Linked DNA regions of Danio rerio: region 2 is linked to region 1. Evidence: chromatin contacts called from public Micro-C data. All regions are on one chromosome and are shown on one strand. Each heading gives the region's core, a stretch centred on a gene start, on an enhancer-like site or on the middle of the called end of the contact. The rest is flanking DNA. Distances are from core to core; before and after follow the strand shown.

What was found. Hi-C and Micro-C count contacts between places; a contact is called where the count stands out from the background.
Region 2: a contact with region 1 is called in a Micro-C map of caudal fin, with 8 times the contacts expected there. The contact joins two enhancer-like sites. A contact is called at or near these places in 3 of 18 Hi-C or Micro-C datasets (caudal fin, hematopoietic stem cells and an unstated tissue).

The regions. Positions count from the first base shown.
Region 1 is chr15:29,857,779-29,861,951 of GRCz12tu, reverse strand. No RefSeq gene overlaps it. Among named protein-coding and RNA genes, the nearest start is that of tbx2b, 9.1 kb to the right of the region's middle. Within about 2 kb of position 2,056, at least 7 of the 62 cell types and tissues checked have an H3K27ac peak or open chromatin away from gene starts, as enhancers often do.
Region 2 is chr15:30,001,498-30,005,470 of GRCz12tu, reverse strand. The region is part of intron 6 of brip1 (BRCA1 interacting helicase 1); the gene reads left to right. Among named protein-coding and RNA genes, the nearest start is that of brip1, 12 kb to the left of the region's middle. Within about 2 kb of position 2,435, at least 4 of the 62 cell types and tissues checked have an H3K27ac peak or open chromatin away from gene starts, as enhancers often do.

The DNA of each region.
Region 1 (4,173 bases), core at 807-3,306:
GTGATCCCTGATTAAGTTCGACTAAGCCGAAAAGAAAATGAATGAATGAAAACAGTATGGTAAGCTCTTTGACAAAATTGTTGGAAATATTTTTGGTGCATGAAAAAAGTGTAGTTATGATCAGAATCCGACAAGCAAATCCAGCAAAGATTAGTGCTTAAAATGTCACTATAATACAGAATTTAATAGAAAATTAGTCGAATAGCTGCAAAAAAGATCCACTTTTTTCAGAAAAAAACAACCATCCCTTTCAATAGGCTGGCTACTGGTCTGAATTACTATGTAAGAAATTATTCACCAATAACATTAAGACAATGATGAAGATTTTTTATTAATGTGTCCAGAAGGTGGCGATGGTTCACTGAATTCAGATTTTTATTTTTTTCTGATTGACCAAAATGTGTGTGTGTGTGTGTGTGTGTGTGTGTGTGTGTGTGTGTGTGTGTGTGTGTGTGTGTGCGTGTGTGCGTGCGTGCGTGCGTGCGTGCGTGCGTGCGTGCGCGTGCGTGTGTGTGTGTGTCCCTTTGACATATGCTGAAAAAAATACTTGAAACTCACCATCAAATGCACAACCTGTGAGCGAATGAGGCTCCTCCCCAGGATCTCTACAAATTCTGACAGCTTCACTCAAGCTTGAAAGCTTCAACAAGGAGGTGTGAGCAGAATTACATTTGTCCTGTGCACTGTAATATTTTACAATTCCCATCAAATCATTGTGTCTCACTAAGCACATTAAATGAGAGCAACTACCTCATATTGAGAAAAACAATTAACTTAACATGTTGTCAGGATCGGCGCTAGTTGTCACTCACCGTGTGAATATTTATATTATTGTCATCCTCTTGCCTATAAAACTGCATAGTGCTATCACACTACATGATGTCACAGTTAACAGGCCATAATAGCCTATTATAGCCTTTTCAGTGAAAAATGAAGATGCACAAAGCAATTTAGCAATAAATGTGAAAGGTAATTTACAGAAATATTAAACCAAATTATACGTGTGTTAATTATACGAACTGAAACATTTCAAATTAGCTGTGGCGTGGCATTTAAGAAAACAGTTCCCCTCATTTAATTGCATTTTACTTGAATGTATCTCTAAGTTGTTGTGTTGTTAATCAGTATATTTTTAACATATTACATGAGGATTTTGTAATTCACCAGAATTTCTCATATTCTGAAGAACAATTTTAATGTCTGTAAAATAAGTATTAGTTGCTGTTAGGTCTTTATCGATTTTAAATCAAAATTTTACATATGTCAAGTAAAATTTTGTGTTTAACATTCCAAATATTAGTTTATAAATAAACAAAAATACTCCCGTGGACAAGAGTAAAAGACCAGTAGATTAATCAAATGTAAGTCATGTATTTTGATGTGGTCCTGCTCTTTTTTTAAACTGTAGAGACTCGCTCTCTATTACGTGGTATTTCTGAGCTTCTTAGAAATGAATGATATCAGCAACAAGTCATCTCAACCTCTCAGTGCCTTCATAGATTTTCAAGCTTCTCAGTGTTCAGTTTCAGCTTCTGCAGATCAGATAAAAACTCACCCAGACGACTGTGAGAAACCACACATTGTCAATGATCCTTTTGTTTGTATTTTTCATTAATATAAAAGAAACAACTTGTAATTGGCTTTGTCTTTTACACTTAAATGTCATTTACGGTCCCAGTGGGCTTCAAATGTGCACCTTCTCGCTTTCTGATTTGCCTGACTTAAAGCTAAATATGCAAACACTTCGTTATTTTTTGTCGTGTACCAGAACCGTAATTGCTTGTCATCGCAGCCTATTGATTGGTCATTGACTGATTAGTTTGGACAAAGAGTTAGGTTGCGTTGTTCGGTCTCTTAATTGAATATAACAGCGTTTAACAATGGCCCCTTAATGAAAACGAGGGCTTGTAGTTATTGCACGAGAAAGAAAGGAACAGAAACAAGGGGGGATCTCTAATTAGGAGCTGTAACTCTCGGGATCTGTCCCTTTGTACGCGGGTGTGGGGAAGCTGCATGGCCGGCAGGCAGGCGACAGGCGCCGGTTGCTGGACAAAGGGCTGTCTGCTGCCAAAGTGGCTGGGCGTCCAAACTCTCATCCTCCCTAACCTCCTATCCGCAGCTCTTAACCCTTTCACTATAACATGAGAGTATTTCCCCCCAATATTTCTTCCTTGCTGTGCAGCTTATCAACTCATTATACGTTCTGAGCGCGCTCCAACCATTAATGGTCGGTGCCAATATAAAACACAAAACATATCTGGGTCGTTGAAAGAGAATGAAGGAAATGAGGTGGGGAGAGTCGAGGGTAGTTCTGCTTCCGAGTCAAGCTTTGTCTATTAATACTCGTACATTGCAGTTCTATGACTATAAATAGGCTACAATAGGTTGCATTGTACTCCACAGGAAACACTGGAAACGATAAAGGGTTCCAATTTAGACTCTTGGTTTTTGTACCATAATGCAGTTCATTTATTATTTAGATAATAATTATATACATATTATTATTTTAATAATTAGTATTATTATTGTATAAGTTAAACTAATCTGCCATGGAACATATGTGCACCTGACAGAAAGCAGACCCTTGAACGTGTCGGATTCGCACACCAAAGTCATGCTTCTTTCTGCACGTTTTGTTAAAGGTTGTCGCCAGACAGAACTATACTGATGGACACTGCCATTATTATTATTATTTACATACTTTACATTTGTTATTTACAATAAATGTATTTTTTTCAGCAAAATAAATTAATTATTAATTGAGCAAAGGTGCACATTATACTTTAATTTCCTGATTATGTAGGACATTGTGTTGTTGCTACTGACATGTTAAGATTTTTATGTACTTTTTTCTTCTCTTTTTTCATACAAAATAAATAGATAAAATATCAGTAATAAGATCCACAAAACCCTTAACCAGAACTGAACATGTCTTATAACTACCGTTGTAGCGGTGGGTATCTTAAAATCACATTGTCGTTGATGAGAGGTAAAATAAACAGTGACATGAGTCGACGACAGAGGGCGCAGTCGCTATTGCCATTCTACATTTTAGTAGAACCCTTTTAAAATTGTAATTATTTGTTATTTTGAACACATTATTTCATCCAAAACATGTTTATTATTATTATTATTATTATTATTATTATTATTATTACTACTACTACTACTACATGTGACTAGAAGTCTAATCATAAATAGGTGAGGGTGTGGTTAATAGCCTCAATTTAAAACAGACTGGCCAACACTCGTCTTCCGCGCTATACAAAACCATTTGCTAATTGTCCTTTTTTCAGTGATACCTCAGAAAATAGGCTTCCTAATTAATTTGCTATCATTTTTGTCTGTCGTTACTAAGAGTGCATCTTTTTATTTAAGCCAACGTATTAAAATAAATGTGAAATATTTAAACACGTATATTTTTTATTGAAATTGTGAAAGAATCCTACAACAACAACAACAACAACAGAAAAATCCGGACAGCCAGCACAACGGGACACGTTCATATATTTCTTTATAGAAACTCAGCTCAAGAAGAAGAATGTCGCTTTCTTCTATTGGAGTACATTAACCTGAGGCTTCCCAAACCTTGCGAGTCCCGCAGCGTGATAAGTGTTTTTACAGCAACTGCTACAATGCAATGATGGCACACGCTTTCATTACGTGTCACAGGCAGATTAAACAGCAACGCATCACAGAGAGGAACACCTTCTGTCTCCAAACATCAAACGCTATAGCTTTCATTTACAACAACCATAGTGAAAAATGAAAAAAAAATGCAATGAGTTAAACTCTAAATATTATGTACACGCAAATGTACAGCTTTGAATAAATTAATACCAATTTGCATATTCTTAGGTCCTTGTAGCTTATTTACAGAATTAGGTTCCTTTTATTAATAATTACATTAAATAGTTCAGGTATAACTGTCTGTTGGATTTAACTAACGGTCCAACTGTTATTTCAATCCCTTTTTGAAATATCCACTCTAATTATTTGTCTTTTTTTGCTTTTTTTTTTTTTTTGGATGTAGCTTGGATGTTTTCAGTTTACAGATTTTACGTGAATCACCATTTAGATATTGCAACCAGTAGTGATCCTATACTGACGTTACGCAACAAATGTATTTTATTTGTATAATCCTTTTTTTCAATAGATTGGTGTGGTCTTGTA
Region 2 (3,973 bases), core at 1,186-3,685, 140 kb before region 1:
ATAAAAGTGAGCGATTGCTCCATATTTAAATCTGTCTTCTATTGGACTCACGCAATCACATGACATAATATCGAAGGTAAGAATTCACCAAACTTTCAAATGCAGTGGAATGCAAAACACATGCTTGCGTTTCTGGTCTGCCGCATTTGCATGCCTATAAATCGAAGTCTATGGAGTGAAAAGTGCAGTTTGATCGCGGCTTTATAATAGAAGTAGTTTTACCTACTATTACTAGTTTAACAAACTATTAAGATTATCTAAAATAAGTTTTACAAATATATGTGTACTGGAATGGAGGTTAGTTGTTTTTTCTTTTCTTGGCCAAAAACATGCTCTCACATTATTAGTGCCGTTTAAGCATCATGTATTTTACATAAATCTAAGAATAAATTGAAACTATTGCATGTTTTATGATGTGCCGTAATAGATTTAAATGTTTCTTATGATTTATGTACATGTAGACATTACATGCAACATTAGGTCATGAAAATTGACTTGAAAGTCCTGGAACAGTCATCGAATATTTGTAGTAAAAATGTGTATGAGCTCTTTGGAACAAGTCTTCCATTTAGACTTTTCCATATGATAACGACTTTTTTTTTTTTTATTATTATTATTATTATTTTTTTTACACATTCAGGCCGGCCTGTCGTCTGGGTCTGTCACACTCATACACTACAGACAATTTAGCCTATCCAATTCCCCTGTAGCATGTCTTTGGACTGTGGGGGAAACCCATGTGAACGCAGGGAGAACATACAAACTCCTCACAGAAATGCCAACTGAGCCGAGGTTCGAACCAGCGACCTTCTTGCTGTGAGGCAACAGCACTACCTACTGCGCCACTGCTTTGCCCCGATAAAAAAAAAAACAAATGTGAACATTTTTTTTTTCTCCCAGTTTCTTTGAATTTATTTAGAGTGGGTTTGAGTAAAATGTGGACATGTGAGCATAGCGTGATGTTAAAACAATGGCTACTACTGAAATAATATAGATTAATAATACATTTATAGATGTTTGGAAATAATAGAGTCCCTATATTTCAGTTGACAGACCTTATAGTAAATGACCTATGCACTTTGAACTATTATTCAAAATCTGATAAGTTATAACCTGAAATAAACAGTTTGCACTTCAAAAAATTTCGTCAGCCAGACATCCTCTTCCTGTGTGGTTATTTTGAAGTAGGCCTCCACGATATTAGAAAATCTAACATTGCGATAGTTTGTTATTCTGCTATTATATTTGAAGATTTGAATACAATTTCACCAGATGACTTAAATAGTTCTATTTAAAATATATATTTTATATTAGCTAATTGATTGGAATAATTCTGTAGTTGCATCTGCATAAAACCTAATAAACCATCTCTGGAAACATAGAAAAATACAATAAATAAAAAGACACAACAGAAATTAGCCATTATTTATTGTTTTCCGAGGAGTCCAACAGTATTCAGGGACAGTAATTAAATAGTCAAATGTAAAAAAAATATTGCATAGCCTTTGTTCTTGAATAATAATTCAATCAAAGTTATTGTTATTAAGGTTACAATTGGTACAGTTTCTTATGCCTGGATGCTTTTAAAATCCTCATACAGTCAAATGCATGCAAATTATGAATAATCCAGAATCAATATGCAAATCCTGCAATGTGACTGATGTGAATGATCACATTGTGATATCGATGTTGAACCGATATATCATGCAGCCCTATTATGAAGCTTGTTCACTTGACTTACTAAAGTCTGTTACAAAAGCCTATAAAATGTTGCTCAGCATCTCTATCCACTGCATGAGGCCACTTAGAAAATCTGATGCAGTGTAACAAACACCACAGGTATTCACATGACCAGTGGTGAAAAGAATCTGTGTTGGTGTGATCGGCCCGTCACACCGTAGGACATATTGCTTACAACTGGTACAATGGAAAAGGGAGTGACTTGCGTGATGCGTTCCTCAAGATTGGTGGAGTGTCACCAAAGAGGGCGGCCCGATGGGTGTGTTGGATGGGCGGTGGGGGCGAAGAGAAAGCAGGCCTTAGGTTTCACTCTCTCACCTGACACCGTTCTCGGCCCCTGCCAGCGCTGACTGACATCTTCAATGGGCCCTTTGAAGCGAGCTCCAGTTTAATTAAGAGGTTTGCCTTGCTTGGCAGTGATCTGTGAAAGCCTGGGATAAATATTGAATGGGGTTCACCCGCTGGTTACGGCGCTCCGGGGATAAACAGGTGCTTTGTGAGATTGGGGATTTGCGGGGTGGGAGCGCTCCGGGGCAGCTATCAGGAGGGCTATAGGGAGTAAAGACCTCACTGAAATGCTTCACTCGCTGTCTCTGTCTCTCGCCCGCTATCTCTTTCTCTCTCTATGTCCATCTGTATGGTGCGGGTGCAGTGGCCCAGGCAGGCGGACAGTGTGAGATTTCAGTCTCTCAGGTGTCAGCCTCTCAGAGTCAGCCTGTTGAAATGCAGTCTCCATTGTTGGCGCTCACACTCGGGCCTGCATCTTCCAGCACAGGGCCATTGTAGAGCGCAGACAATCTAGCCTCACCATCTCAAACACAGGAGCTGCTCTCTCCACACCTCACCTGGCAAACAGAAATGCCATTGTCTGACAGAACAAGCCCAGCTCTTATAATGTTTTTTGCCAGTAACTGATAAGTACTTGGTGGGATTCTGCACGTCCTCACAAAATAATTTCATGATTTCACTTCTTTGCTGCTTCATCTTAATTCCAGTTTCTTAAGCTTTACACTAAGGCTGCACGATATTGGAAAAAATCTAACATTGCGATATTTTGTGATTCTGAGATATCTATTTCGATATGAATACCTTTTCACCAGATTACTTGATTATCTCTATTTGGAAAGAATTAGCAATTTTAGATTGGTTGTGATGATTCTACAGAGAAGTGCATCTGAATAAAATATAATAAACCATCTAAAAACAGATCAATACAATAAAAAAACAGATGCACTTAAAATAAACAATGTTTTATCATTTTCTTAGTCGAACAGTATTCATGTAGAGTAATTAAATAATAAATTTTCTTTTTGCAATATTTAACCAATTCAATGCTTGTACACAATATTAGTAATTTATTAGGTACAAATGAATGATGAGATGAACTGAATTCTCGGTATCCAATGCAAGAATTACATTCAGGTGGTGTGCACCAACTTTACAATTCCTGACTCAAGAATTTATACCCAGCTGATATTAACAGGTTGAATTTAGTGGAATTCGTCACTTGTCAATCTCCGGCGGCCACAGCCAAAAATACTTCCTCTTCTTCTCTTGTTCAGTTTCAACCCAGTTTCAACCCAACCCAGCTAGCTGCAGAGCTCAAATTCATTTTAGACATTCAGGCCTTTGCATTTCATTCTTTTCATTCTTCATTAGTATGCAAGGCGTATCACACTCAATGAAGAAGTTTGGTTAATTTAGCACCTTAAGCAATAAAAATGTAGTTGTTTAATGAAATGAAAAATAGACAAAATAATAAAAAAGATTTTGCCCTTTTCCTAACAAAAATAAAAATAATTCAATAAATTACAAGTTACAAACAAGTTACAAATTTCTTATCCGTGAATGCTTTAAAAATCATTATAGTCACAGGCATCAAAAACACATGAAAATGATAACTTATAATATATAATATAATAACTCATAGTCATAGAATGATCACATTGCGATATCGATGCTGAAACGATATATTGTGCAGCCTTACTTTACACTAATTATTTTTATTTTATTTCAGATTATTAATAAATTGCTCCTATTATTGTTTTTTTTACTTCACTAAAATATCCTTTTTGAGCAATTAGCAGGCAAAATTAACTTGCAGAAACACTTTATATATATATATATATATATATATATATATATATATATATATATATATATATATATATATATATATATATATATATATATATATATATTATATATAAAATAAGGAACTACTGCATTTAAC